Regions from separate parts of the Mus musculus genome. Here all the other regions are linked to region 1. Evidence: chromatin contacts called from public HiChIP or PLAC-seq, Micro-C and promoter capture Hi-C data. All regions are on one chromosome and are shown on one strand. The core of a region is the stretch at or near the end of the contact, and the rest is flanking DNA. Distances in the headings are between cores, read along the strand shown. Region 1 holds the start of Gfra1 (glial cell line derived neurotrophic factor family receptor alpha 1). Region 2 overlaps Atrnl1 (attractin like 1). Region 3 has its middle 39 kb from the start of Gm41875. Region 4 overlaps Atrnl1 (attractin like 1). Region 5 overlaps Atrnl1 (attractin like 1).

Evidence for each region. Promoter capture Hi-C pulls out the DNA fragments that hold promoters and counts their contacts. A called contact is a pair of places that touch in the nucleus more often than the background predicts. HiChIP or PLAC-seq counts read pairs in DNA pulled down with a chosen protein or histone mark.
Region 2: a Micro-C map of muscle stem cells shows a contact between it and region 1, with 8 times the contacts expected there. The contact joins the enhancer-like site here to the promoter of Gfra1 in region 1. A contact is called at or near these places in 2 of 39 promoter capture datasets (embryonic stem cells and hippocampal neurons), 5 of 15 datasets of contacts at CTCF or cohesin (the NIH/3T3 cell line, embryonic stem cells, large pre-B cells and 2 more), 32 of 484 Hi-C or Micro-C datasets (the AML12 cell line, DN3 thymocytes, the N1E-115 cell line and 16 more), 21 of 115 datasets of contacts at active chromatin or transcription factors (the NIH/3T3 cell line, T-cell acute lymphoblastic leukemia, astrocytes and 15 more) and 1 of 9 other capture datasets (embryonic stem cells).
Region 3: an H3K4me3 HiChIP or PLAC-seq map of pro-B cells shows a contact between it and region 1, with 2.3 times the contacts expected there. The contact joins the enhancer-like site here to the promoter of Gfra1 in region 1. A contact is called at or near these places in 9 of 39 promoter capture datasets (the C10 cell line, cranial neural crest, embryonic stem cells and 5 more), 2 of 15 datasets of contacts at CTCF or cohesin (the NIH/3T3 cell line and pro-B cells), 4 of 484 Hi-C or Micro-C datasets (cumulus cells, embryonic stem cells, long-term hematopoietic stem cells and 1 more), 10 of 115 datasets of contacts at active chromatin or transcription factors (T-cell acute lymphoblastic leukemia, craniofacial prominence, embryonic basal ganglia and 7 more) and 1 of 9 other capture datasets (embryonic stem cells).
Region 4: a promoter capture Hi-C map of neural stem cells shows a contact between it and region 1. The contact joins the enhancer-like site here to the promoter of Gfra1 in region 1. A contact is called at or near these places in 21 of 39 promoter capture datasets (the 3T3-L1 cell line, 3T3-L1-derived adipocytes, the C10 cell line and 14 more), 6 of 15 datasets of contacts at CTCF or cohesin (the NIH/3T3 cell line, embryonic stem cells, large pre-B cells and 2 more), 103 of 484 Hi-C or Micro-C datasets (3T3-L1-derived adipocytes, the AML12 cell line, B cells and 57 more), 31 of 115 datasets of contacts at active chromatin or transcription factors (the NIH/3T3 cell line, T-cell acute lymphoblastic leukemia, VIP interneurons and 22 more) and 4 of 9 other capture datasets (adipose tissue, embryonic stem cells, liver and 1 more).
Region 5: an H3K27ac HiChIP or PLAC-seq map of embryonic stem cells shows a contact between it and region 1, with 7 times the contacts expected there. The contact joins the enhancer-like site here to the promoter of Gfra1 in region 1. A contact is called at or near these places in 14 of 39 promoter capture datasets (the 3T3-L1 cell line, the C10 cell line, cranial neural crest and 9 more), 3 of 15 datasets of contacts at CTCF or cohesin (the NIH/3T3 cell line, large pre-B cells and stem cell-derived epiblast-like cells), 1 of 484 Hi-C or Micro-C datasets (nephron progenitors), 15 of 115 datasets of contacts at active chromatin or transcription factors (bone marrow-derived macrophages, craniofacial prominence, embryonic basal ganglia and 9 more) and 2 of 9 other capture datasets (adipose tissue and embryonic stem cells).

The regions. Positions count from the first base shown.
Region 1 is chr19:58,453,186-58,458,266 of GRCm38.p6, reverse strand. It overlaps Gfra1 (glial cell line derived neurotrophic factor family receptor alpha 1), which reads left to right and starts at 2,869. Exons shown (of 11, transcript NM_010279.3): 1 at 2,869-3,069; 2 at 3,673-3,958; 3 at 4,810-5,081. The coding sequence starts at 3,919. Gm41876 (a long non-coding RNA gene) reads right to left here and starts at 2,118. Exons shown (of 3, transcript XR_877966.1): 1 at 2,056-2,118.
Region 2 is chr19:58,015,134-58,020,430 of GRCm38.p6, reverse strand. All of the region lies in intron 27 of Atrnl1 (attractin like 1), which reads right to left. It overlaps Gm32980 (a long non-coding RNA gene), which reads left to right. Exons shown (of 6, transcript XR_003952872.1): 6 at 1-5,297. Among named protein-coding and RNA genes, the nearest start is that of Gm32980, 26 kb to the left of the region's middle. Within about 2 kb of position 3,215, at least 59 of the 459 cell types and tissues checked have an H3K27ac peak or open chromatin away from gene starts, as enhancers often do. A contact at or near this core is called in embryonic fibroblasts, muscle stem cells, myocytes and 1 more, where this site is marked.
Region 3 is chr19:58,190,693-58,196,286 of GRCm38.p6, reverse strand. No RefSeq gene overlaps it. Among named protein-coding and RNA genes, the nearest start is that of Gm41875, 39 kb to the left of the region's middle. Within about 2 kb of position 2,331, at least 15 of the 459 cell types and tissues checked have an H3K27ac peak or open chromatin away from gene starts, as enhancers often do. A contact at or near this core is called in T-cell acute lymphoblastic leukemia and pro-B cells, where this site is marked.
Region 4 is chr19:57,989,938-57,995,249 of GRCm38.p6, reverse strand. The region is part of intron 27 of Atrnl1 (attractin like 1); the gene reads right to left. Among named protein-coding and RNA genes, the nearest start is that of Gm32980, 51 kb to the left of the region's middle. Within about 2 kb of position 3,704, at least 10 of the 459 cell types and tissues checked have an H3K27ac peak or open chromatin away from gene starts, as enhancers often do. A contact at or near this core is called in embryonic basal ganglia and neural stem cells, where this site is marked.
Region 5 is chr19:57,953,386-57,958,343 of GRCm38.p6, reverse strand. The region is part of intron 27 of Atrnl1 (attractin like 1); the gene reads right to left. Among named protein-coding and RNA genes, the nearest start is that of Gm52385, 30 kb to the right of the region's middle. Within about 2 kb of position 1,608, at least 5 of the 459 cell types and tissues checked have an H3K27ac peak or open chromatin away from gene starts, as enhancers often do. A contact at or near this core is called in embryonic stem cells, where this site is marked.

The sequences.
Region 1 (5,081 bases), core at 1,620-4,119:
CATCACCATCACCACCATCATCATCACCACCTCCACCATCACCACACTCAACCACCAATCACCACCATCATCACCTCCCTCACATTCCATCACCTTCACCACCCCCAATGGCCCCACAATCCCCATTGTGCCATTGCTTAATAAAGCACTCACTGGATGCCTACAATGATCTGTTATTCTATATAGAAACTGTGCCTATTAATTTAACAGCAACATTAGAGGGTAGGGCTGTCCTCTTGATCTTTCTGTGATTATGGAAGAGTTTTGTAAGCCTTATCAGATATGGTAACCATGGTCATGTATAGTCATTGGTTGGTGCCACTGAGAACTAACCACACTTACCTGGTACTTAATTTTAATTAAATTCATGGCAGTGACACTGAGGCTGGTAGTTTTGGTGTTGGTCAACACAGTTGTAGCAAACAGTGGGCATTTATTATTATTGTCCTTATTATTAATTATTTTAAACAAAGATGGGGGCATGGCTCAAGACTTAAGACTATTTACTGCTCTTGTAGAAGACCTGAGTCTGGTTCCCAGCACCCATGTTGAGCCTGAAAACAACCTGTCACTTTCTAGCTCCAGGGGATTTGATGTTCTCTCTGACCTTCATGGACTGGGACACACACAAAAATAAAAATAAAATTAATAACCCCTCAAAACCAAACCAAACCCCAAAGGTCTAATTTCACCATATCTATATTTATTATATATTATGTAAATATTTATATATTTATCATATATTGAAGGCTAGAGTGAAGAAGGGGTATGTAATATTCTTGAAGCCATAACTATTTTCGAAAGAGTCCTTTATTCCACATTTAGAGAACTTTAGACCAGTCTTTCCTTTTCTGTTAAAAGTAGATTTTAACTAACTCCCTAGGATTAAGTAGAATAACCAAGTGTTTTCCCAACAAAAAAATATTTGGAATAGACTTAGCTAGTGTCTTAAATGAAACTTAACTATTCTTCAACCACCCAAAGTGGTCCCCAAAGAAAAGCACTGAATTGACAGAGAAAAATATTCCCACTCACTTATGAAATAGGACAACGGAGGGGGGTTTTATGTTTTCAGCATCAATGGGAGTCTTCAGCTAAGTCTTCTCATTAACATCCACTTCCTGGAGATTTTTGCCTTGGTGTGAAAATATGGAAATCTGCTTCTGTACGCAGAGACACTGATTGGAAGACTCAATTCCATCTCCCACAGTAGTTCCACCCTGTAGACTTCTGACTATCGCTAGAGAAAGAACTTAAGTAGCCCTTGGATCGAACCATCTGTCGCAAAAAAAATGTGACATATGCTTTCTTTGTTTACTCAACGACGGAGTGTAAACTGATACACTGAACTGGAAATCTGTGTAAGTCTGGTGTGATTGAATGTGACACCGGGGGAGGGGTTCCTGGCGAAGGCTTCAGACACTTCATACCTGCCCCTGAGGAACACGTGCAAGGCAAAGGAGGAGCTAGCACTGGCGGGATGTCCCCTGGGTTCAGGTTGCTCACAGAGGCACAGACTCTTTGAGGACTCCAAACAATGCTACAGCCGCCACAGCTGAAGGGCACGCCTGGCTGATGTGTACTTGAATGGAGGGCTACCCATCCCTCCTCCTCTTCTCCCGGCCCTTACGCCTTAAACTAAAGCCTTTGCCCTTTTCAATTAACACTCTGGATCAAAAAAAGAGCGTCTCTTTTTTTGTTCTCCTTGGCGGCCCATTGTCTGTGGTGATGGGTTTGCAGATTTGACAGCTGGGCTCATAGATTCGATTCAAACTCTGTTTTCCTGAGAGATGATGAACTTGGACATAGAAAAGATCTCTGACACAAGCCCCAAGCAGCGAGCTGGTCGGTCAAACACTACTACGGACATACTCTAGACAGATCTCTGGACCCCTAAAGGACAGCGGGTGTCACGGAGAGCGGGGTTCAGCAGCATCGCTGGAGCGATCCTTGAAGTTGGGGTGAAGGGCTGTGGATGTGTTCTGTTTATAAAATGTTTTTGAAAAAAAATTTACTCTTGAAACAGTAAAGATGGAAATCATCTTATAAAATTACCTAAAGCTGGGTCTGATCAGACTTCAGTGCAGTGGGCTGGGGTGGACTTTGCTTTGTCTCGCTGTCATACCAGGAGGAGAGAGGTGCATGAGCTCGCACAAGCATTTTATCAATGGGTGGGTGCATCCCGGATCGCCGCTCAGGGCTTAGGTCTGAGTGAGTCTGAATCTTGCCAAGTCTTGAGTCACAGCCGCGAATGACGTGGAGAAAAAAAAACAACTTTGTGTTCAAAAGGGTCTGGATGGGTTGCTGTGTTGCACTAAAGAAAGAGCCCTTGTGCACTGAAGGGGGTGGGGGTGCGCAGTCTCCGCGACGGCGGCGGCGTAGCGCTGCGGGTCCTGAGCCTGCTTGCCTGTTGGCCTTGGGTCCCACCGCCAGCCAGCCTGTAAGTCTGCTGTGGCGGACGGAGGAACTGCGCTTCACAGAAGAGCCGGCCCTGCGCTGCCCGGAGGCAGGAGCAGAAGCAGCCTGAGGGGCCTTTAGCCAAAACCAATCTGGGCATGCTATCCTCCCACCGCTTCCAATAACCGCTGACATCCCTACCGGGCATCGAGCCGGGGCGGGGAGGTCTGCTCGGAAATCGTCCTGGCCAACTCTGTCCTCCGAGCTGTAGCAGATTGTGGCATCGTTTTTTTACCTAGCACAGAGAAAGTGAGGCCGGAAAGAGAAAGAGGAGGCGGGGACACCCCAAAGAATAAATAAACAAACACTGGCTACTCGCTGCAGCTGGACACCGGTCAATTGGGTTCAGGTTCGTGGCATTTAGAGTTTTCTCATTCCACTTGAGAACCCATCGCCACCTCCCCTCCAGCCATCCCTTTCCATTTTGCTGGCGTCCTCCAACTTTGGGGCCAGGGGGGCGCTAGTGGTGCGGGGCTGCACCTGCTGGGGTGTGCAGATGCTGTGGACTAGCTCGCTCTCACGGGGCAGTGGTGTGGATGCACAGGAGTTCGGGCGCTAGGCAAGTGCGTGTGAAGCACTGAAGTCTAGGAAGGAGCCCAGGATGAGCGGCAGGTAGGAGTAGGGGCGGAGAAGCCAGGTTTCAGTACCAGGCGGGATGCGGGATGTCAGTTTCCTCTTGCCGGACTGCCTGGGAAGAGAGGCTCGTCCAGGGGAGGGGATGACGGTGACTGGGGTAGCGATCGGTGGCCGGGGACAGAAGAGCTAGAACGCTAGTGATCGAGCCAGCAAGTGAGTGGTCGGGCGAGAGCCAGGGAGGGCGGCCAACTTCCCGGAGCCGGAGCAGGGTCTTGGTCCAGCGGGGTTGGCTAAGAAGCCTTCGCCACCGAGGCTCCGACTCCGGGCAGCGCCAGCTAGCTTCCGGCGCTTGCTCTGAAAGTAATGGTTATTTATTTGCTTGCGTTCAGCCTCTTGGGTTGTGCGCGATATCCTCCAGCTTTGAACGTTGGGAGCCCTAGCGGACCTTACCAGCTCCAGAACCCGGGTTCCGGAGCTTCCTCGTGCCCGTAATAGATGAATTCGCACCTCCTGCTCTCGGACCCGAGTGGGGGTAGCGTTGAGAAGTCCCCCGAGGCGGGAGCGGGGGAGGGGAGAGGGGCGGGAGCTGGAGGCTTCAGCACTCTGGGCTCTCATTTCAAAGCGCGCTCTTCCTTCCAGGTTGGGTCGGAACTGAACCCCTAAAAGCGGGTCCGCCTCCCGCCCTCGCGCCCGCTCGGAGCTGAGTCCCTGGCGGCGGTGGGCGGCAGAGCAACGGGGAGTCTGCTCTCACCCTGGATGGAGCTTAACTTTGAGTGGCCAGAGGAGCGCAGTCGCCCGGGGATCTCTGCACGCTGAGCTCTCTCCGCGAGATCCGGTGGCGGCTTTGGATTTTGGGGGGGCGGGGACCAGCTGCGCGGCGGCACCATGTTCCTAGCCACTCTGTACTTCGTGCTGCCACTCCTGGGTAAGTCGAGACCGCTGCTGGCTTTCTCATCCAGAGTCTTTCATTGGGGGGTCCCTTGCGGCAGCCACTCCAGAATTGCGGGTGGGTGCCTTGAGTGTGGGTGGAAGAAGTTTCGCTAGGGGGTGAAGAGGTTCAAGAATCTCTGGGATTGGGAAGCAGTGCTGGCGCGTCTTTGAGCGGTTGATTTTATTTTGCCGTGTTTAAAGGGGGTGAGAAACAAAACAAAACAAAAACTAATAACCCAGCCTGGTGGAAAATTGAGGGGTCGTAGGCTTCCATCCCAGGGCGTTACTCCCCTTTGGAAGTCGGAGCTCCCTGAGACGCTCCGGCAGGTGGAGTGTGGTCAAATACCGCTGGGGTCGGAAGAGAGCAAACTTGGAATGGAAAACTTTTAAGGGAAAAACGTCTCTGCGCACCCGCGGGGCAGACTGTGGCACTCGTCTGCCTTTCGTTCAGAGCGCTAAGGGTGCCAAGCACCCAGCCTCGCTGTTCAGCTCAGTGCCCTTTTGCCCGCTGCTGGCCAGGAGACACTGCAGCCTCGGGTGCCTGGGGAGGCGGGGCAGCCAGCGGGTCAGGAGTGCTTGCTTCTGCTTTGGGACGCTGGGGCTGCGCGGGATCCCCGGCAAATCCCGCTAAGGCAGCCAGTGGAACCTTCCTTGTTGAGCCGGGGAGGGGCGTGATGGCAGTATTCCCGGGGTGAGAAAATTCCAGAAGAGGGGTGGACCAGCTTCCTACCTAATCTGCCCCTTCAGAATGATGGTGGAGGTCTATCATGCCCTGCCCTCCCGGGACCTGGAATCAGGGTACCCACTAGTCTGCTGCGTTCAAACGTTCTTCTGTTCACCCTGTAGATTTGCTGATGTCGGCCGAGGTGAGTGGTGGGGACCGCCTGGACTGTGTGAAAGCCAGTGATCAGTGCCTGAAGGAACAGAGCTGCAGCACCAAGTACCGCACACTGAGGCAGTGCGTGGCGGGCAAGGAAACCAACTTCAGCCTGACATCCGGCCTCGAGGCCAAGGATGAGTGCCGCAGCGCTATGGAGGCCTTGAAGCAGAAGTCTCTCTACAACTGCCGCTGCAAGCGGGGCATGAAGAAAGAGAAGAATTGTCTGCGTATCTACTGG
Region 2 (5,297 bases), core at 1,966-4,465, 440 kb after region 1:
CCATAGCTATGTATGAGTCCCCACATAGAAGAGGTACAATGAAGATGATGAAGGGAAACACATACAAGGAAAGGAAGGACAGATGATGCCACACTAGGGTGCTGTGCGGCAGGCACACCACTGGGAGGTACTGAGCCACAGCAAGACAAGGGAGTGACCAGCAACCCCACAAGGCGGTTTTTGTTTGTTTGTTTGTTTGTTTGTTGCTAAGCAGTAGAAAGTAGAGGAACATATTCAGAGAAATGTACTCTTCTTGGGTTTTAATTTTTTTTCTGGAAAACACAACATGGCTGACCTGTGAGGAGAGGGGTGGGGGAGGGAGCAGTGGGCGGATTGCTCGTAGCCGTGGAGCAGAAGCAGCTCTTGAACTGTGTTTTCTGACTTCCTACCTGTACCTTCTCATGTGAGCTAGGGAAAAGTCACTCGGCAGTGAGAACTGATGGGCAGAAATTAGGTGACAAGAGATGGACTATGGAGTAGCCATCTTGTCACAACTTGCTATAGAAGGACATCAGTTTTGACTAAGGCTTCTCCAGGGGAAAAGTCCAGTTGTGACAGCATCGTCCATACATTCCTGAGTGTCCCTGGTGTCAGGCAAAAATAGCTACCTCTCCGCACCTCAATTTGACATGCAGTTGCCTTGCAGACACGGCTGCATATTCTGATGGAGGGTGTGTGTTGATCTCTCTTGAATTTTGGGCACTGGAGAACATGCACCCAGTATGAACCATTATTGTCACAGGCATCCCAATCAAGCAGATGGTCGGACTGAAGCCGCTATGCTGCAGAGTCTTGGTAACAAGACAGTCATTCAATAAATGTTTATTGACCATGGCCGTTGTGCACGATACTGTAGCCAAGCCAGATTTCCTATTACTCAGTGTGCTGCCCCACGTAATGAGAAAGTTGGTCTTGTTGAATTCCTAATGAAGAGATGGCTCAAATCATACCTCAGAGGTTGCCAAGGATGTAAGGAGCAAAAAGAATTTATCCTGGTTATAGCTGTCTCTACGTATTCATAATTCAGGGAATGAATTCAGTTTCACTAAAACCCCTTCGTCTGTTCACTTGTACATCCACGGCTAAATATCTATCAAGGTCCTATGACATCCTAGCCATTGCTTATGTGCTGCTGGAGACGTCGGCTTTGGGCAACATGAAGGTGGCAGGTTTTGCAGTAAAATGAAGGCTTGTCTTGTAGATTCAGTTGGTTACATAGTAATTAGCACTTACTGAAGTTACTGCAGAATAAACCCAGTCAGACTGTGATGAAAAGGAATTGCTACAATGTAGCTGAAATTACAAAGCATTCATTTCATTAAATCCAGAGCTGGGATTAAGGAAGCCTTGGCCCAGAAGCTACCCCAGAACGAGCAGAGAAGAGGCTGAGCCATCGAGAGAGCTCCTTCAAGGCCCTAGGTTCACTCTTTTCTATCTTACCTTCTGAAGTCCACAGTACCACGCAGAGAGAGCAGAGCAAACCTGGCCCAGCACCTTCTGAGGCAGTGTTCCCAGCAGCATAAGACAGAGGGCCACTGTGGCTTGTGTTCGGCTTACAGGAAATGCTCACTGAGGAGCGAAGGAGCTGCAGAGACCCAGGCTCCTGCTGCTCAGCTGCAAACCCTCAGTGCTCTGCTTCCTAGATTATTTTTAAACTTTAAAAAAGAAAGTCTACAAGAAATCTCCTGAAGAAATCACAAAATGGAAAGCAAAATAAACTTGATCACAACAAAAACCAAACAAATCTAACTACAAAATCTTGGTCATCTAACATAGATGACTTTCCTAAAGTCATCTTTACCCATCCTGCTGTTTAATTTTTTCTTAGCTTTATTCCCATTGCCGGTCTCTGCTCGCAATCTGTTCCATCCCCACTTTGAAACCTCTGATGCCCTCAGCTCTGGAGTGGCACAGCCCCCCAGGCTCTTTGAATAGGGAAACTTACGATGATAAAGGAATATATGTCATGTCATTTCTTGCATCCCCCTTTAAATGCTATGTGACACACCACTTTCATTTACGAAATACTTGTAAATAGTCACTCAGGGGTCCTTATGTGATATCTGTGTGGATAAGAAAAGTGCAGTGAGGAGGACTATGAAATAATGCTCACATGGAACAGTGCGGCTTTGATACCAGAAAAGCAGCATTGTACATACGCATGCATCGAAGTCTCTAGTTACAGCAGGAATTTGGAGAGGGCTAACAATATATTGCTTTTTTTTTTTTTTTTTTTTACAAAAGAAATTTACTGATGCTCTTGTGAATCTTGGAAAACAGATGCATGACTCATGGGCTGACACACTTGTGTGTGTCTCACTACCCACAGGGGCTACATGGAGTCAGGGTGGTGGTGGTGGTGGGGTTGCTGCTGTTCATACACTCGTGTGAAGGTTGGACTCACAGACAATCCCCCAAACTGCTCAAATAGTAATAAAATGTAGTGAGATGAATGTAATGATGGATTTGAGATTAAGAATACTCAACTATGAAAAATTTAAAAGAAACATCAAGATATTAGAAAGCCAGCACAACAGAAATAGGTAGAGAGCTGGTGGCAGCCCATGTGGTGGGTGAGAAGCATGGGCCATGTGTAGCCATGGGTGTAGTCAAACCTTCCACTGGAATTGAAATGTCCTTTTGAGTGAAACATTGACAGGCTGGGAAAAATCTCCACCTTATATTCCTGATTTCCACTCTCCACAGCGCATTTCCACAGAGCCTTAACAGCTGTGTGCAGGCCTGTTCCAGCCTGGCTCCCTGCGTCTCCATAAGTTGGGCCTTTGTCCGTGTTTCTGTCCCACCTGTTGTGCTGCTGCAGTTCCCACTAGCTGACTTCTGGGTGCTGAGCAAGAACCATTTCTGGGATCCTCTACTCAGAGGCAGCCCTCCTGCTTCCACAGTCTTCAGCCATGATTTACTTGTGATGACTGCTTTAGCCTCAGTAAAGGTTCTTCTCTGATGGCCTGCATGCTCACCGAATGGAATTTTCCTCGTGTCAGGATTTGACAACTGTCTCTGTTCTTATGTCATCTCCCATCTATGCCAACAAGTGGTACACGGAAGCCCTCATGCTGACAAGGGGACTCTCATTCCTCCCTGATGTAATATGTATCCCAGGCGGCAGGCTGGTACAGCTGTTAGGATGTTGTTAGGATTCTTTTGTTCATAAGTGGAGTGAAACCCATACCACATTGCGCAATAGACTCCTGATGTGGTCATTCACTTGGATGATCATCAACGTTAACACCAACCAGTGCTCTGCCTCTGACCAAGGGCCTTCAGACTGATTCAATAAAATATAGGAAATATAATCCCGGAGACATCTCGAGGCCTGCCAGCATTCTCTGCTAAATTGGTATGTGTATCCCTGGATAACACACTAGCTGTAGTCATCAGTAATGCCTATTTAAGCTGTGAAACCTCAGAGCACAGGCCAGCGCTAGGATGCTTCTGTCTAGAACCAGTGAGCAGGGTGTGGCCTGTGCAGCTGTAGCCTCTGCTCTGATTATTTGGCTCTTGCCTCAGAAGTTTACCTTAGACTTTCTGTAGAAAATGAAGTGTAGGTCATGTTGTCAAATTTGCAGACTTTTTTTGGAGGTCCCCCAAAGGCTGGGACACTCTCCCAGGACTCTGACTTTGGCTATGACCTGTCATATGACACTGGAGAACAGCCAGGGTGCTTACCACATCCAGTGCTGCAGAGGAATCTGTGGGGAGGTTTGCATAGCTCCCTGCTGCTCTTTGAACACAGAGTCCCAATGTCTAACAACCCAAGAAATTCAGAGGCAAACTAATTTTATAAAGATGAGATAGCACATTGTTTGATGCCTTTCTGGAAGTACTCAAGGGATGGTCACACCACACCACACACACACACACACACACACACACACACACACACACAGAGGAACATTATTCAGTCCTAAAAATAGAATCAGATCTTCTCATTTGTGGCACACGCCAAAACAGAACTCCGAGGGAGCTATGGTAAGTGAAGTGAGCCAGAATGAATACCACATGTTCTCCTTCATATGAGGGTTAAAAAGTTGATCACTTTATTCTGCAATAACAAACCCCACTAATTACAGTAGAGTGAATTATCTGCATGGAGATGACATCTATTTAAACCCAACACTGAAATGGTGAAGGAGAACATGGATCTCATGTTCCAGTCGCTAACTAAATTCTGTCAGGGCTACATGGTAGCTTCCATGTTGGCAGGGTAAAGGTCTTAGGACCAGAGAGTCAACCGAACGAGTGACATCACGGTAAGGAAGGCAAGAGAGTCAAAAACGCTCTGCAACTCCGAGTGTGTGCAGTATTTAAGCTGGCTAAGGACAAGGGGAACCGAAGTGGTCTGGAAGGTTCTCTGCTGTCTGTAATAGACACTAGTGGATGGCATGGTGTGAGAGTTACCAGTGGTATAAACTACTACAGCCAAGACAAGTAAGACACAGAGAGGGAGGATCAGTCTCCTGCCAACTGGGACATGAGGAACATCAAGTGGCTTTAATAAACCACTCCCGGACACTGCAGCGTGAGAGCCATCAGACTGGGGGCAGCAAAGCTAAGTCAAGTGCAGTCACCTTGTGTTAACTACTTCAAATTGCTAGACTTTCCTGAAAACAGAAAGCAGACTAACATACGGTTGATAGAATAGGACATTAAAGCCTTCATGAAATGAGGGCACTTCACCGCATCCAGAAGCAAACAGGCTCCACCTGTCATCCAGATGAGTCCGGTTTAAGGAAGGTAACAGACAAGACACGGGGCAGATTGTGGCATCTCAGCCCAAACAAAAGCCCGATACCCTCCCACCCCCCAAATTTCAGCCTTAGGGTTTGGGCATTTATTCACAGAAACTGAGGTAAAGGACTGGCACATGGTCAAAGAAATTTTTTTAAAATCAAATAAATCTTGCACTTTAGCTTGGATTTAAAATTTGTTTCTAAACAAGCACTTAGAAGCCTTGGGCAGCAATAAGACGGAAGGCAATTTCCAGAGACTAATGGAGCAGCTACAGGGAGTGAGTGGAGATGGGGGCTGTGTAATGAACAGAGCGTTTTCTTTCAGAAGTAGTTATAAAATAGCCCCTCTCTGATGAAACTGCAGGCAAGGACATGCGGGAGTTTCGTTAGAGCCCAGATAAGCTCATGTTTGTGTTACCACAGATTCAGAGGGAGAAGACACATAGAGCGGAAACCAAAGCTAAAGTCTGAAGGACTGAAGGAAAGAGCCCGTCACAGGCCGTCATGGGTGTGTGCCCGGGAATCTAACTACTAAATAGGATAAAC
Region 3 (5,594 bases), core at 1,082-3,581, 260 kb after region 1:
TATTGGAAGGGGAAGTACTGTTGTAGATGTATCCACAAGGGTCAATTGTGCCATATCCTTCCAAGAATTAGGAGTGGAGGTAAACTCCAACACAGACATCTTGTCCAGCTATTCAGAGAACTGGTTATAAAGTCAAATTGCAATTTGGGCTGAAGACCAATATCTTGCATGACATATTAAATAAAACATTGCATAAAGTTGAGAACCAGTAGGATAGAGTGGGGAAAATCTGAACAAAATCTAGAGGTGTCAGAAAGGTCAGTTAGGCTGAAGACAGGAGCTAATTTACCAGTATTGTGTGCTATTGCTGCTCAATGATTATGTAAACCCATGAATTTAAGCCACTATAAGACTCTGAACTATTGCAGATTAAAAAAAAATTGCTTATTTGATCCACCAATTTCCCAACAGCAGCATCTGAACTATAAGAGGTAATTCACAACTAACATCATTGCTGAATTAATTTTTTAATCAGTTAATCATGACCTTAACTTCTGAAAAAAAATGGGCGGGTTTCACAATGTAAGCTTTGTCATGTGAATGATAGTGGAAAATATTCACCAGCTTTCTGTTACTGTAACAAAATCCCCCAAATGGTGAGCATCTAAAGAGGGAAGGTTTGCCTCAGCTCACAGTTTGGCAGCATTAAGTCCTTGGCAGTTGGCAAGCCAACTTAGGACAGACTAGCACCTGTGCTGTTAGCATATCTTGGCCAGGAGCATATGGAAGAAAACTGTTCATGTGATGGTCCAGCTATGAAGGACAGAGGTGAGGAAGAGACTGGCATCCCAGTCTTCCTCAAGAGCAAATCCCCAATGACCACCTAGAACCTCCCACAAGCCCCACCCCTAAAGCTTTCTACCACTTCCAATAGGGCCAAAGTGAGGACGATGCTTCTGCCACATAAGGATAATCCAAAAGGCCAAGGCAGGGAAGGCACCAATGCACTGGTCTGCCCTACCTGGGTGAGCTTGCCCACTCGATTCTGTCTGAGTTCCTGTGCGTGTCACTGCAAAGGCTTTGGTGTGACACGTGAACTGCAGATTCTCTCACCCCTGACTTTATTCCTGAGACAGTTCTTCATAGGCCATCAATCAAGGAGTGAGGACTTCTTATGGGCCATTCTTCCCCACTCCACTGCCTCCACCATGGCAAGAGAGACGATGAAGGAAAGGTCCTAGAGCTGGCGGAACGCTTGGCTTGCTGGGGAAGATGAAGCAGTGACTATTTTTTAGGCACATAAAAGGCTAACACATGGACACCTCACCATTCCTCCTGTGGTAATGACTCAAGCCCAGGCCCTGGAGAGACAAGTTTGATGGATTTCTAGGAGATCAGAGTCAGAGCTGCTGTGATCCATTCCCCAGAACCGCAGCCGTGGGGGTGGGCCTGGGCATATTTCCTGTGCTCTGATGAAGACTTTATCTTTGCAGGGCCAGGAAGAGGAAGAAAAGCCTGACTGAGCTCTGTGATGGCCGCATTATTAAACCTTTCTCTTGCCATTCCATCTCTCTGTCTACTGACCTTTTTTATTGGATGGTGAAGGCAGAGCTTCCTTGCTTAGGCTTATGATCCATTGCCTCGATTTAGTATTCTGTTTTGTTCAAAAAACGTATCTCCTGCCCAGTCCCTCTGGCAATATGTTGAAAATACAGATGGGAAAAATATGACTCTTATCAGCATAAGTGCTCAGTTTAAAAAATAGCTCAAAGCCTTATCTAGCAGAAAGTATCAGGCGTCATACGAATGTGTTAGATCAACGGAAGGAGGTCAGAAAGTGGGGATGTGGCTGGAAAGGGACTTCCTGTGTTTACCAAGGACACACAGGAGGTCCAAGTGCTGAAGGTATCAAACTGAAGGTAGGGTAGACCTCGGGTAGCATGGGCTCCCTCTCCTAATTCTTTCTCACTTATGCTATTGTCCCATTTTCATGCCAACTTTGAGGAATTATGATGGCTCTGAATGGTATGAGAGTGCTCACAACTTGTGTTTAAGCAGATCCAATTCATTCATTATCTTCTCCCCAGGGAAAGGGGCTTGGCTGATATGTGGATCTTTACATGAGAATAGACGTGTTCCTTTCGCTTTTCACAGAACAGGAACATTGCCATTTCTGTGGCTCACCCATGGAGTCTGGGGATACAGGGACAGTGCTGAAGCCCAGGTCTTTCTTCACAATGAAAACAGAAAGTTAGAAATGTGTGATTTTTTTTCCCCACTCAGCTCAACTGAACTTCTGGTGACCCCAGAGAGAGAAAGGCAGAGACTGGGGGTCATCGTAAACATCCAGGTCTAAGGAAGCCATGATCTTCTAGGGCAGGGATGAGGAAATGAAACTGAAGACCCAGAACTCCTGGGGGCCATCAGGTTTCTGCTTAGCATCAGCTCTGACAAGTCAGTCTCAAGTTCTTAACCACGATGGTGGGAGGGATATGAAAACAGAGCTCAGTGGCTTTCAACACCCCCACGCCCCTCGGTTACCATAGATTTAGACATGGATGGAGAGCACTTTCCCCCAATTAACATTTGACAAGCACTTTTCCTTTTCTGGTCTTAAAACAATTGTATTTATAGTTTTGTTTTTGTTTGTAGCAGAATGGCTAACTATCCAAGTTATGTTAGGACTTAAGAAGCATGCATTAGTCAAAAAGAGGAGATGGATATTTTTGGAAAAAAATTAAAAGCTATTCCAGATTTAAGGCAAGTTTGTGAGCCCAGTTAAAGGGAGGGGAGAAAAGGAGAGACAGAGAGACAAAGACTCGAGAGAGGCGCAGAGGCAGAGACACACGGAGATACAGAGCAGAGGCAGACAGAGACAGAGAGTGGGAAAAGAAAAAGAAGAGAAGGAGAGGAGAGAGATCCAGGGGCGGGGGCAGGGGGGAAGGAAAGGTTGGCCTCATACCAGGAGTTCTAAATGTGATGGTTTGGGGCAAAGTAGGATCTAAAATCACACACACACACACACACACACACACACACACACACACACACATGAATTCTGTTGTACAAGTCTCTAAGAGTAAAATATTAACTGCCATCTCATTGGTTTAGAACATTGAGCTGGGTTCTCCAGATAGGAAGCTTTGTCTCTGGAGAGTTACAGAGTGGGAGAGGGTGATGATAGCTGAGAGCAGGAGCCCTTCTGGCCTCACCACTGGATTTCTAGTAACAAAGTCCTTCAGCGGAAAAGCACATCAGCACCTCTTCATGGACTCGGTGCATTTAAGATGTGGAGCATGGAGGAGGTCCTCAGCTCCCTCTCTTGCGTCAGGGTGGATGCCGAGTCCTCACGATCCACAGAAGACCGGGGAAGTAATGCTGACCCGTTTGCAGGTCTAGGCCATAGAGGACTAACCTCTACAAATTCCTGGAATCTGAGTGCCTGAGAAAGACTGAGGAGTGAGTGTGGGGTGTAGCCTGCCATGCTAGAGGTTGCCTTTGGAGACACGGTGCATAGAAGACCACATGATCACATGGGGAGGTGGGGAGACTCAGCATCTGGCATTCCAGTTGGAGTCCAGATGACACATCTCATGGCAACCATCTGCATGACCTTAGTAGGAGACTAGCAAAAGGACTTACAGGTGAATTCAGTGAAGCCACATAATTATGAAATATAATAAATCCCCATTTAAAATAGTGATTACATTTGGTAGCAAATTGCTACACAGTGGGCAGCTAAAACAAAGGGGCATCTGAATTTTTGTTTAATCATCCATTTACCAAACACTTAACTTGGTGTCTGTAATATACCAGATAGGTTGCCACTGAGAATCACTTGAAACATCACCTGGTTTCCTTACATTGGATCTTTCAGCTCAGAATTAGAGCTGGATATTGTCTTAGACAAGCAGCCACAGGGCAGAAAGCTGTGGAAGGAGCTCATAGCATCCAGTACTAAACCAAGAGAAGAACACAATGTCTAGCCTCCAACAAAAATAAATGCAAAGTAGCAACAGGAAGCAAAGAAGCAAGAACAGCAGACAGAGACTAACGCGGACACAGCTGAAAGCCAAGGACATTAAAGAGGATGGCATTACATCCCCGCAACCAGGAGAGCTATGGATTGTGGGAAGACCCAAGCCAAACTTCTTGAGATGATGGCTACAGTCAAAATGAAGACATGCTGGTCAGAATCAACAACCGACGACACAGCACAGACATTGGCTGACTTCATGAAGGAACAGTAGAAAATCTCCACAAAGAAGCGCCAAGGGGACAGAGACGGATGAAAACAAACAGTGGCTGTGCAGTGCATCAAGGTCTCCGAGGTAAGAAACACACAAAATATTTCAAACAATGATAGTTAACCTCCCCCCAAATCTGATGAAAAATATAAATCTACAAATCCCAGAAGCTTAGGGAACATCAGGTCCAATATGTAAGCAAATACTTATTGTGTATATCGTGTGGAATACACCAACACAGACAGGATACTGTCATAATCTAGTTGAAAGCAGTGACTTCAAAAAAAGTCATAAAACCAGGTATATTATTCAAGGTTGTAAGAGAATAGAATAGATAGAATGAAATATATTAAAAATAGGATTTATTTTTAGATCTGCATACATAATGTGGCTATTGTTCACTTTACAGTGGCTGGGAAGACTGAATGCCTCAGCAGACCCAGTCAGGAGTAGCAGGTCTGGAAGACTAATGGAGAAACAGTGTCCACCGTGAACAGCAAAAGAAACTGGATTCTGGTGTCAGTAAAGAGAGGCCACTGCATCCGGAGATAAATTCACAGCACAATGTGCGCAGAGTAGATGGACTTATCAGTTTAACAAAGGCAAAAGGGCAAAAGGCAAAGCTGTACCCAGAAGGTGCCAGTCACAGTTAGGATGTGTCTTCCAGCTTCAAATAATCTGGTCAAGGAAATCTCATCCCTGGCCCAGTGGCTTATGGCACCTGATTCCAGGTCCAGTCAAGTTGTTAAGGAAGATTAGCCATCACATGAGCTGGCCAACTTTGCTGCTGTGGTAAAAACACTCTGACAAAAACAACTCGAGGAGGAAACAGCTTGTTTTGGCTCTGAGTTTCAGAGGGATACAGTTCATCATGGTGGGGATGGTATGGCAGCAGGACACCATATCAGCCTGGAGTCCAAGAAACAGAGGAGTCAAATTTCATTCATACACAGGGTGGGCAGAGAAGTCACATTTCACCCCACACAGGAAGCAGAGAGGTCACATTTCACCCCACACAGGAAACAGAGAACTAGAATTAAAAACTGTGCTGCGCTATAAAACCTCAAAATTGCCTTCCCACCCACTATGCTACCCCAACCCTCAACCCACCCCACTCCCACCTATAAGGTACTTCCACCAGCAAGGCTGTGCCTCCTAAAGATTACATACCCTTCCCAAAGAGTGCTATGGACAGGAGGCCAAACTGTTCTCATGCCTGAGCCTATGCAGGATACTTCCCATTCAAAACAACACCAACAGAAAGGAGTTGTAGCAGAGTAACACAGGCTACAATGTAGGCTCCTTGTTACAAGTCCAGAAGCAAAGACAGCCAGAGCCTTGTTTAGTGTCTTGAGAGTTCTCAGCATTAATTCTGTAGCCACCAAAAAACAACATTCAAAAATTAAG
Region 4 (5,312 bases), core at 2,455-4,954, 460 kb after region 1:
GTGTTTCAGATGTGGCAGGTGTGGGGACCCCGCCTGAGCCCGAGTGGGAAAAGCAAGTGCACACAGCGGTGGTAACCCTGCCTAGAGGGTCCGGTACCCAGGTAGAGTGGGGGGAGGGGGGAGGCTCAGGTGTGGAAACGGCATAGCACACAGTGAGGCAGCATCAGCAGGGTGAGCAGCCCATGGCCAGGAGCCAGCCCAGCTATGGCGCTGAGGACCAAGTTGGGAGGGGAGAAAGGAATCCGCACTAGGAATGGGGAGCAGGTGAGGCAGGAGACTTGTTGTATAAAAGAAACAAAACAAAATTCATAGAGTAACCCTCTTAAGGATGGTGGAAAGTAGGTGCCTCATCTACTTAGAGAAGAGTCATAAACTTGGAAGGGAAGAAAGGAGCATGGAAACCCAGACTTGAAGCTTTTAGTGGACACTTGCAATCTTCAATATACAGAAAAATAAAGATCACACGCACGTCCTGAGAAGCCTGGGAAAAGTCACACCGTGACAGCCACAAACAGGCCCAAAGAGACTGCAGCCTCTACATGTAACTCTACATGAAAGGAACCACAACTCTGAGGGAAAAAATGGTGAGGGCAGAAAAATACAAACAAGACTGCAACTCCTCATGCCACACAAGGCCACGTCCACAGACCACCGGATGCCTGTAGAAAGGACACTCACCACAAGGCCACGCCCACAGACCACCGGATGCCTGTAGAAAGGACACTCACCACAAGGCCACGCCCACAGACCACCGGATGCCTGTAGAAAGGACACTCACCACAAGGCCACGCCCACAGACCCCGGAGGCCTGTAGAAAGGACACTCACCACAAGGCCACGTCCACAGACCACCGGATGCCTGTAGAAAGGACACTCACCACAAGGCCACGCCCACAGACCCCGGAGGCCTGTAGAAAGGACTCTCAAATCTGAGAGAGGATGCAGTGAGAAGAACAAGGCCTAAGACTGATTGCAAAGCAGATATTGCCATTGATAATGACAATAAATAGCTGGTGTTGATCAGGAAGAGACATTGGATAGATCCAAATGGAGGGAGACTCCAAAATGCACTGTAAAATGATCTCCACCGAGGGTCAAGCATAGTCAAGGAAAGATTGAGAAACTGTTTAAAGAAAACGGAAACAGCCCGGGGTTTTACACTAGACATAGGCCGTGTCTCTGGTCAGTGCTCCACTGTGTGAAGAGACATCATGATAAGATAAAGTATTTAATTAATGGGGTCTTGCTTACAGTTTCCGGGGTTTAGTCCCTTATCCCCATGGCAGGAGGCATGGCTGCATGCTGGCAGGTGATAGAATGTTAGTTGGGAGCTACATCTTCATCCATAGGCAGAGGGGAAAGCAAGTCTGGGCCTAGCATGGGTTTTTGAAACCTCAAAGCCCACCACAGGCAACATACTTCCTCCAACAAGGCCACACCTCCTATTCCTTCTAATCCTTTTGAAGAGTTCCACTCCCTGGTGGCTAAGAATTCAAAGACATAACTACTATCGGGATCATTCTTATTCAAACCACCACAGGCTACCAGTGACTGAAGCACTGGTGACTCCTGGATGGGACCTGAGGAGTGGACAGTAGCAATACTGACATTTTCTCAATGCTGATAGCTGTACTGTGGTTAGACAGAAAAACGTTCAGGTTTTAGGAAAGATACATTTAACTACTAGGTGATACATTATTATAACAAAGAGCACTAAAGCTCTTTTGATACATGTGTAACTTTTTGTAACTCAGAGTTAAAGAAGGATGAATATCACCGGGCTTGAGCATTGTTGCAGGTTCAGGAGCACGAATGCTAATTCCAGGTCCTAGAGGCCCCGTGTTCTCAGGACTATCTCATGAACTGATGCTGACAACTTCAGTACTGCCCATCACCGGGTGATTAGCAGTACTACGGTCAATATCATTATAATATTGTTATCTTCTCCCACCAATAGCCCTCCATTAAATCCTCATACCGTAAAGCTCACTTATGTAAAATATGCATGCATAGCTCATTCATTTGTTCAGCACACACACACACACACACACACACACACAGAGCTGTACAACTGTCATTAGAACATTTTTTCCCCTTGAAGAATCTCTACCCCATGAGATCTTCCTCTTCCTCTCCACCCATGCTGATTTTATTCTAAAGCTAATTCTGTTTCCTACAGGAGCAGGAGGTCGCACCTCTTAAAGACAGTGAGCAGCCGCTGTCCAGTCGATGGTCTGATGAACGAGTGGGTGGGCCGTTACGGGAGTGTACTGACAACTGGCCTGTGGTGCACCTTCAGATGACTCTGAGGTTATGGCTGCTTTTCATCCGCTGTTTTCTACATGCTCGTTAAAACCAAGCGGTCCTCAAGCTTCTAGTTACCAAACCAAACGGGGCTCTCAGTGTCTTAAAAGTCATTTTTGCAAAGTGCAAAGTAGCCATGTCTCGTTCACTGTGGGTAATAGCATAAGGGCGATGAGGTCACTCTAACACAGATTAATAATAATAGTCATCATGGCTAGGCTCCCAACCTCTGCCATAGCAGTAACCTGCAGTTGATTTCCACAACGGTACGAAAGTCTTCAAATACAGGATAACTTTATTACACAATTGTGTCGAAGAAAAATATATAAAAGATGACATTTCTTTTGGCATAACCTATGACCAAAAACTAGTCAGTGGGGGCACAGATAATGAATAGCCGTCAGTTACAGTCTCTGTACACTGTATTTTTGTTTCAGACTACCACAGAGACCGTTTTACAATCAGCTTAGTGCAGACCACTCAAAATGGTCAATTGTTATTTTGTGGCAATGGTGAAAAAATGTTTAAGCCTCTTCTTTAGAGTACTTCTTAAAAGTTCTCCTATGTATCTGAACATGATTGATTACATAATAATTTTCTTCCTGGTAAAGTTTGTTCTAAGTGGTTAATTTAGTAAGAATAAGTAAGAATTCTTTTAGAGAATCATATTAACTCACCACTAAAATAACCACTTTCTCAAACTGAAAACAGATATCTCCGCTATAATTTGTGAAGGTTTAGATGTTTGTATTTATCCTTTTTAAACCTAAACCTAACAAATAGATGCAATACACAAGTTCAAGGCTAAACAGCAGCAGAAACAACAGAATCTCTTTTAAACATGTAACAGAAACATATCTTTTTAAAATTCGTTTTTGGAATAATGGAAAAATGTAGAGTGCTAAATATGAGATGAATCAAGACAAAAAAAACAATTATATTTTAACTCATAACGCCTTCTTCTTTATCGGAAGGGCTCTGACGATATGCGGGATCATCTGCGCTTCTGCTTGTCCCTAGTAAAATGCAGCCAATGTAGTGAGGAGGCAGCAATGGGACAGGGCGCTGCACTGGAAGTTAATTTAGACATCTATGATCCCACTCACCACTCACTCACCATGCTGCCGTAGGAGGAAAATCGGCAATATTCTCAACAGAAAGACTTGGATACTACACCTAATATATGTTGATAGTGCAGTGATTGCTGAATCTAAGAACTCATTTCAGGGGCCAGTGACACGGTGATTGCAGCTATTGTGGAGCTCAGATTATAGATGAATGATGCATCTAATCCTAACAACAGAGAAGGAAAATGAGTGCAGTTCTGGACTCTACAGTGTACGGAAGAAAGACGGACATTGTTCCACTGCACACTCGGGAGACGGGGATAATAGCTAGCCTGAACTCAATGAGAATGAAGGACCCTTACGGATGCCAGAGGTCCAGAGGATGATAAAGTCTCATTTGCATAACCCCTGATTACTCATTTGGATTGTATATGGGATGATTGGGGACATTATTGAGGCAAGATGAGATCATCTGCGAAGCAATGTTCTCAGAGGGATCTTTGGAATAAATCTGAAGGGAAGCTGTGGCTTGTCCACATGATAGCCCTCAGCAAAGCAATGCTATTCTGAGGACTGGGCCACAGAACAAAGGGTCACTGCTAGGACAGGCCTTACTTTTCCTGTATAGGGCAAACAACATCGGAAACACAGGCACCACACACTCCTGCCCCGGGAACCACAGCAAGTTCCTGACTTTGCTCGGAGGGTGCTTTGGTTCCCGAGGGCGAATTATTTTCAGCGAATATGGAATATGTGGTCAGTTGATCAAGACTACGTCTAAAGTAAAGATTGTCTCATATGGAGAATTGGGGATGAATCTAAAAACTATCTAGAAAGGGTAATTCCAGAGACTCAAATAAATACAATCTAGGCAGGAAAGTCAGAGAGAAGGATTTTATGGTTGTGTGTAACATAGCACAAAGATTGCTAGTGAAAGAAAAAAAGTTAATTTTGTTAAGAATGGATTAAGAGCCAGAACTGGTGGCCCAATTTATAATCCTACCTACTGCACAAGCCTAAGCAGAAGGGTCATAAAGTCAAGGTTAGGTTAGGCTTCACGGTGTGTTCAAAACCAGTCTGTGCAAATTAGCTAGATCCTGCCTTAAAACAGCAAAGAAACTAAACAGGTGTGGCTGTTGAACAGTGGTGGGGCACATGTCCATCCCATGCAAGCCTCTAGTTTCACTATCCAGTACTGTTTAAAAAAAAATGTCTGTGGGTGCTGGAGAGCATGCCTAGAAAGCCATCTGCACAAAAAATGCAGGCTATCTTGCTGGATGTTTTAATTGCTATAAGTGAGTAAGTATGTGATATAATTAATGTATATGTAAAGAAATGATGAAACAATAGAGGATTGTTAAGGGAAGACTTCCCAGAAGCTGAGAGAGCAAGGACACACAGAGCTTATTTCTCAAGCTCAGCGTGGTTATACATGTCTCTACTGGCCCAGCTCTTGGTTCTAAACCACAGAGCAGCCTTTACCTCCGGAGATGGGGTCTCCTTGCATAGTCCTGCCTGTCCTAGAACTTGCTATTTAGAGCAGGCTGACCTCAACCTAGAGATCCATCTGTCTGTGTCCTCTGAGTGATGGGATTAAGGCCTTCGCTACCTTGTCCAGCTGTGCACGTCATTTCTCAGGCTTCTACGCATGTTATGTTTCACACATGTGAGAGAAGGCACAGGCAGATAACCACAGGTCCTGGGGGAAAGAGCAGGGAAGGGGAGGTGGTGGCCCGAGTTGGGGCATGGGAAATGCCTGTCTTAGCCAGGACTAACCAGGCAGATGGTGTCTGAGCAGGCTCCGGCTAGTCAGAGAGCATGTGTTGAGATTCCCACCAAAAGAAACAGGAAGCAAAAGGCTCTGAGATGAAAACTCTCATGCTTTTCTGAGTGTTACTATGTCACTGGTCAACACTTGGAAGACTCCTGGCTTTGCTTGATG
Region 5 (4,958 bases), core at 359-2,858, 500 kb after region 1:
CATGCTTGGCCCAGGGAGTGGCACTGTTAGAAGGTGTGGCCCTGTTGGCTGTTGGAGTAGGTGTTTCACTGTGGGTGTGGGCTTTAAGACCCTTATTCTAGCTGCCTGGAGGTCAGCCTTCCACTAGAGGCCTTCAGATGAAGATGTAGAACTCTCAGCTCCTTCTGCACCATCTCTGCCTGGATGTTGCCATGTTCCTGCCTTGATGATAATAGAATGAACCTCTGAACCTGTAAGCCAGCCCCAATTAAATGTTGTCCTTATTAAGAGTTGCCTTGGTCATGGTGTCTCTTCACAGCAGTAAAACACTAAGACAAAAACATTGGTTTGGATAAATATATCATTTCCTTGTCTATGTATTGGAAAAATCAACATTGGTTGAGTGCTTGCAATCATTTACATGCACACAACTGTAAAGTACACCAAAGCTCCTTTAAAAGTAGGTACATCTAACTACTTCAACTCTGCTAAGGATGATTTCCGTGTGGGAACCATGGGTGTCTTAGTGACGGCAAATGAACATGTATTGTTCACAGTCTATAATGATCTCCATAATAACAAGTGTAACTGCTCAATTTGGTTTTCATCTTTAATTGGCTTTTTCTTATCACATTATCTAGGCAGGCACATTCAAAGCTAAAACTATATCTGTATCTCTCACCTGAAGACAATTCTCTCCGGGGGATGCAGAAATGCCTCAGGAGGTAAAGCGCCTACTGCATAAACGTGAGGACCAAGATCAGATACCCTGCACTGTGGGACTGTGATAGGAAGCCTATTTTGGTTGAATGGGGCTTGTTCCTGTACCCTGAGCATTTGGGCAGGGCTGAGATGTAGATCCCTGAGAGCTTATAGTCTAGCCAAAATGAAAGATGTAGCTTCAGTGAGAGACCCTGTCTACAAAACTATGGTGGACTGTAGGAGAAGACATAGAATGTCTACCTCTGGTCTCTGCACATGCTTGCACAGTGATCACAACTACACACACACACACACACACACACACACACACACACACACCTGCCTCAGAATGGATAAGCCTTCTTATAAGACACAAAACTTTGAAACTCTCAGAAGAAAGCATGAGGGGACAACCTCAAGAGCTAGGCAGAAGCAGTGCTCTGACCAGAACTCCTGGGCCAGGCACACAGGCAGGAAATATCAAATGGAATCGCATCAAGCTAAAAAGATTATAAAATATTTAAAAAATTAAGATGGGGGTGAAGAGTCGGACGGCAGAATGAAGAAAGCACCTACCTGTCTACAGAATGGAATCCAACACACAAGAAGTAAAAATGTAACCAATGCAAGGCAAGTAACAACCAGCAAGTGGGTCAGGGAAACAAGAGACTGCAGATGCAGAAGCACAAGCTGCAACAAATGTGTACAAAAAACAAAACAGAGTGATCCCTTTAGTCCTTAGGGAAATGCAAACCATAGCTGTACTGGAGTCCCCAGGCAGAAAGGCAACATCAACTTCTACAACAACAAAGCAGCAGGTTCTGGGGGTGGTGCAGGGGAAAGGCAGCACCTTTCACTCTCTTTTGGAAGGAAATAGGTCCAGCCTCTGTGGAATCTCTGAAACAGATTGATCCTGCCTCCTGAGTTGGGTGTTTGAATAAGATGGTCCTAAGAAGTCTTGGCATTTGAATAGTCCCTCAGGGCGGGACTTGAGGTTTTCAAAGCCTCCTGAATTTCCAGGAATTTTCCCTCTGCTTCCTTTATGTGGGTGGAGACCAGAGCTCTCTGCTGCTCCAGGGCCATTCCTCCCTGCCCGCTGTGGTGCTCTCGACCTTGGTAGTGACAGACTCCTATTGATATCTCTGGAACCACAATTCCTGAATAAACCTTCTTCTTCTCTGGCTTATCTCAGTCTCAGAGTGTTCTATCATAGCAACGGAAAATAAGCAATGAGTCTATTCTTTAATCAGTCCTGGTCAGCGTCCCTTCCCAGAGGGACACCTGCATAGCATAGACAGTTTGTTGTGGTTGTTGTTGTTGGGCTGTTCAAGTGCCAATTACAGGACAAGGCAGGAATCCATCAGCAGGTGAACATATAAAGAAAACATGGTCTATACACACCAAGGAGAATTATTTGGCCATCAGGGAAATGAAGTCATTTCACTGGAATCAGAAAATGGGTATGGCTGCAAGTGACCCACATTCAGAAAAGTAAAGCCAGACTCAAAGAGACAAGACTTTGCCTCATTATGTAGACAGAAAGTGGAAATCAACAAAAGAAAGAGTGAAATGTCAGGGATAGAGAAAGCAGAGGGGGAGGGGACAAAGTACAGGGCTGAATATGATTGAAGTACATTAAATGCAAATGTCATAGTGAAACCAATTTCCAAGTCCTTTGAACAATTGATATATGATTCTTAAAAGCCAAGCACTTTGTAGATTATAGGCATAAATTTATCATAGAACAAACCATGGGTTTTTCTTTGTTTGCTTAAGAGAAAGATCTACGTTGCCTACATAAGGCATATTTCTGGATGTATGTTACAGGGTTTTTAGAGAAAGATCCTGTAGACTGACCACCATCATTATCATCACCACCACCACCACCACCATCATCATCACCATCATCATCATCTCTCTACCTTCCGTGTATCAGGAAATCAACACTAGTCCTTGCCATATGCTTCCAATACCACGATGCTTTCCTTTACAATTGCCAGTGAAGGAGACATCTAACACAGTGAGCCGACATAGGAATCCCTCTGCAATCTGTGAGGCCTTCTGGCACAGGGAGGAGCACTACCTCTTAGTATCCTTCTACACTTTACTCCTCCCTACAGTTGAGGTCCTAGTGGAGTCTGAACAAACGCATCTTAAAAAACTCCATGCTTTCTCAATTTGGAGGTCTGTTTTCTCTAAGCTAGAAACCCATGAGCTCATCCATTCATATTTACATCTGTTCACGTATTAATTTTAACTTTTTCATTTAGTATTGTTTCTCTCAAATCTATGAAACTTTATAGTTTTAATAGATTTAAATAGTCCCAGGCAAGTATCCACAAACAAAGTACACTTAGAGGCAGACATTCCATCTCTGACACTCATGTTTCCTTTTCAGGCCTACAAACAAGTGCAAAAGCCAAGCAAGAAACAGTCTTTTCTCATTTTTTAAGAGTAAATATGTGCATATATGTTTATATGTCCGTCTGTTTTAGTCAAACGACAATATACGATGCATAATTTTCGTCAACTTGGTCTTTCACCTAATACTATTACTCAAGATCATTCAAACCATGTTAATATTTATTTCCACAGCTACAAAATAGAACATTTTATCATATTTTTATTAGTTTATTCTCTCATATATTACATCTCAACTGCAGTTTCCCCTTCCCCTTCCTTCTTCTCCTCCTCCCAGTCCGACTCCCTACATTTTATCATATTTACATCGATATTTAACCATGTCGAAATGTTTGGGTTGTTTTCAGTCTTCAATATCTATGATTGGTCCTGCTGCCTTGCCTGCCTTGTGCGTTTAAGACAATGGCTGAGCTAAGTCTGTGGAACTTAAGAGCAACTGCATATATAAACAGTAAAACACGTCTTTGCATTTCCAATGACATCAGAGAACATGTTTTGTTATAACTGTATTATTAGGCTATTGTATCAATTTCCTATTGCTAAGGTAACAAATTGTCAAAAATTTAGTAGGTTGAAACAACAAAACATAGTTCAGGTTTCAGAAATTCAAGATGCGGCTCATTCAGACAAAATGAAAATGCCGGCATGGCTGTTTCTCCCAGAGGCCTGGGTAAAAGCTGGTTTCCTCATCCTCTCCAGTCTCATGGTCTTTCCCTCTTAGCAGCCAGCAATCTCATCAACCTGCCCTCTGCTCATGAGAATTGGCGATCTGTCTCCCATGACTCTGCCCTCTGCTCCCATGACTCCGCCTCTTGCTCCCATGACTCCACCCTCTGCTCCCATGACTCCACCCCCTGGATCACATGACTTAGCCCTCTGTTTCCATGACTCTGCCTCTTGCTCCCATGACTCCACCCTCTGCTCCCATGACCCCAAGCCCTGGATCCCATGACTCCACCCTCTGAATCCCATGACTCCATCCTCAGAATCAATGACTCCGCCCTCTATATCCCATAGCTCTTCTGTCTCCCATGACTCCACCCTCTCCTCTGATTCTTCTTTCACTGTTAAAATTTTGTGATTCCATTAGGCCCATCAATGTAACCCAGGAAAACCAGTGGATATCTTAATCTTGTACACTTGATTTTAATTCTAACTGCTGCTTGGCCCAGGGAGTGGCGGTATTTGGAAGTTTGGCCTTGTTTGAGTAGGTGTGTCACTGTGGGTGTGGGCATTAAGACCCTCGAACTGAGCTTCTGAACCTGTAAGCCAGCCCCAATTAAATGTTGTCCTTATAAGAGTTACCTTGGTCATGGTGTCTGTTCACAGCAGTAAAACCCTAAGACAACTGCCAAGTGCCTTTGGCCATGTGAAGTCATGGGACTAATAACCAGACAATGCTGCGGACTATTGTTCTGTTTATTGCAAATAGTCTGTGAGATCTAGACTTTAAATAGTTTAATGACACACAATAATTTCAACTTATTATTTTTATAATGAGGGAATTTGAGTTATTTTTGTGTTTAAAGGCTTTTTGCACTTATGTGAACTATTTATATTGACCATTTTTTAGTTGTTTTTAGATGTTTATTTTAAAGCTCTTTATATTATAAGTTCTGCATCTATTTATAATTTCATTACATAAGACTTGGAACAGATTCAGTTTTGTCTTCTTTTCTTTTCCACACAGCTCTAGCCAACGCAATTTGGGGAAAAACAAGCTAATGTTTTCCTTACAGATATTGATATGCCTATAGTTTCATTCACTATGTTTCTATATAAAATTTGATCTATATCTAGATTTTTAATTGTGCTTAAATTTAGATATTTATCATAAACTACACTATTACATAAGT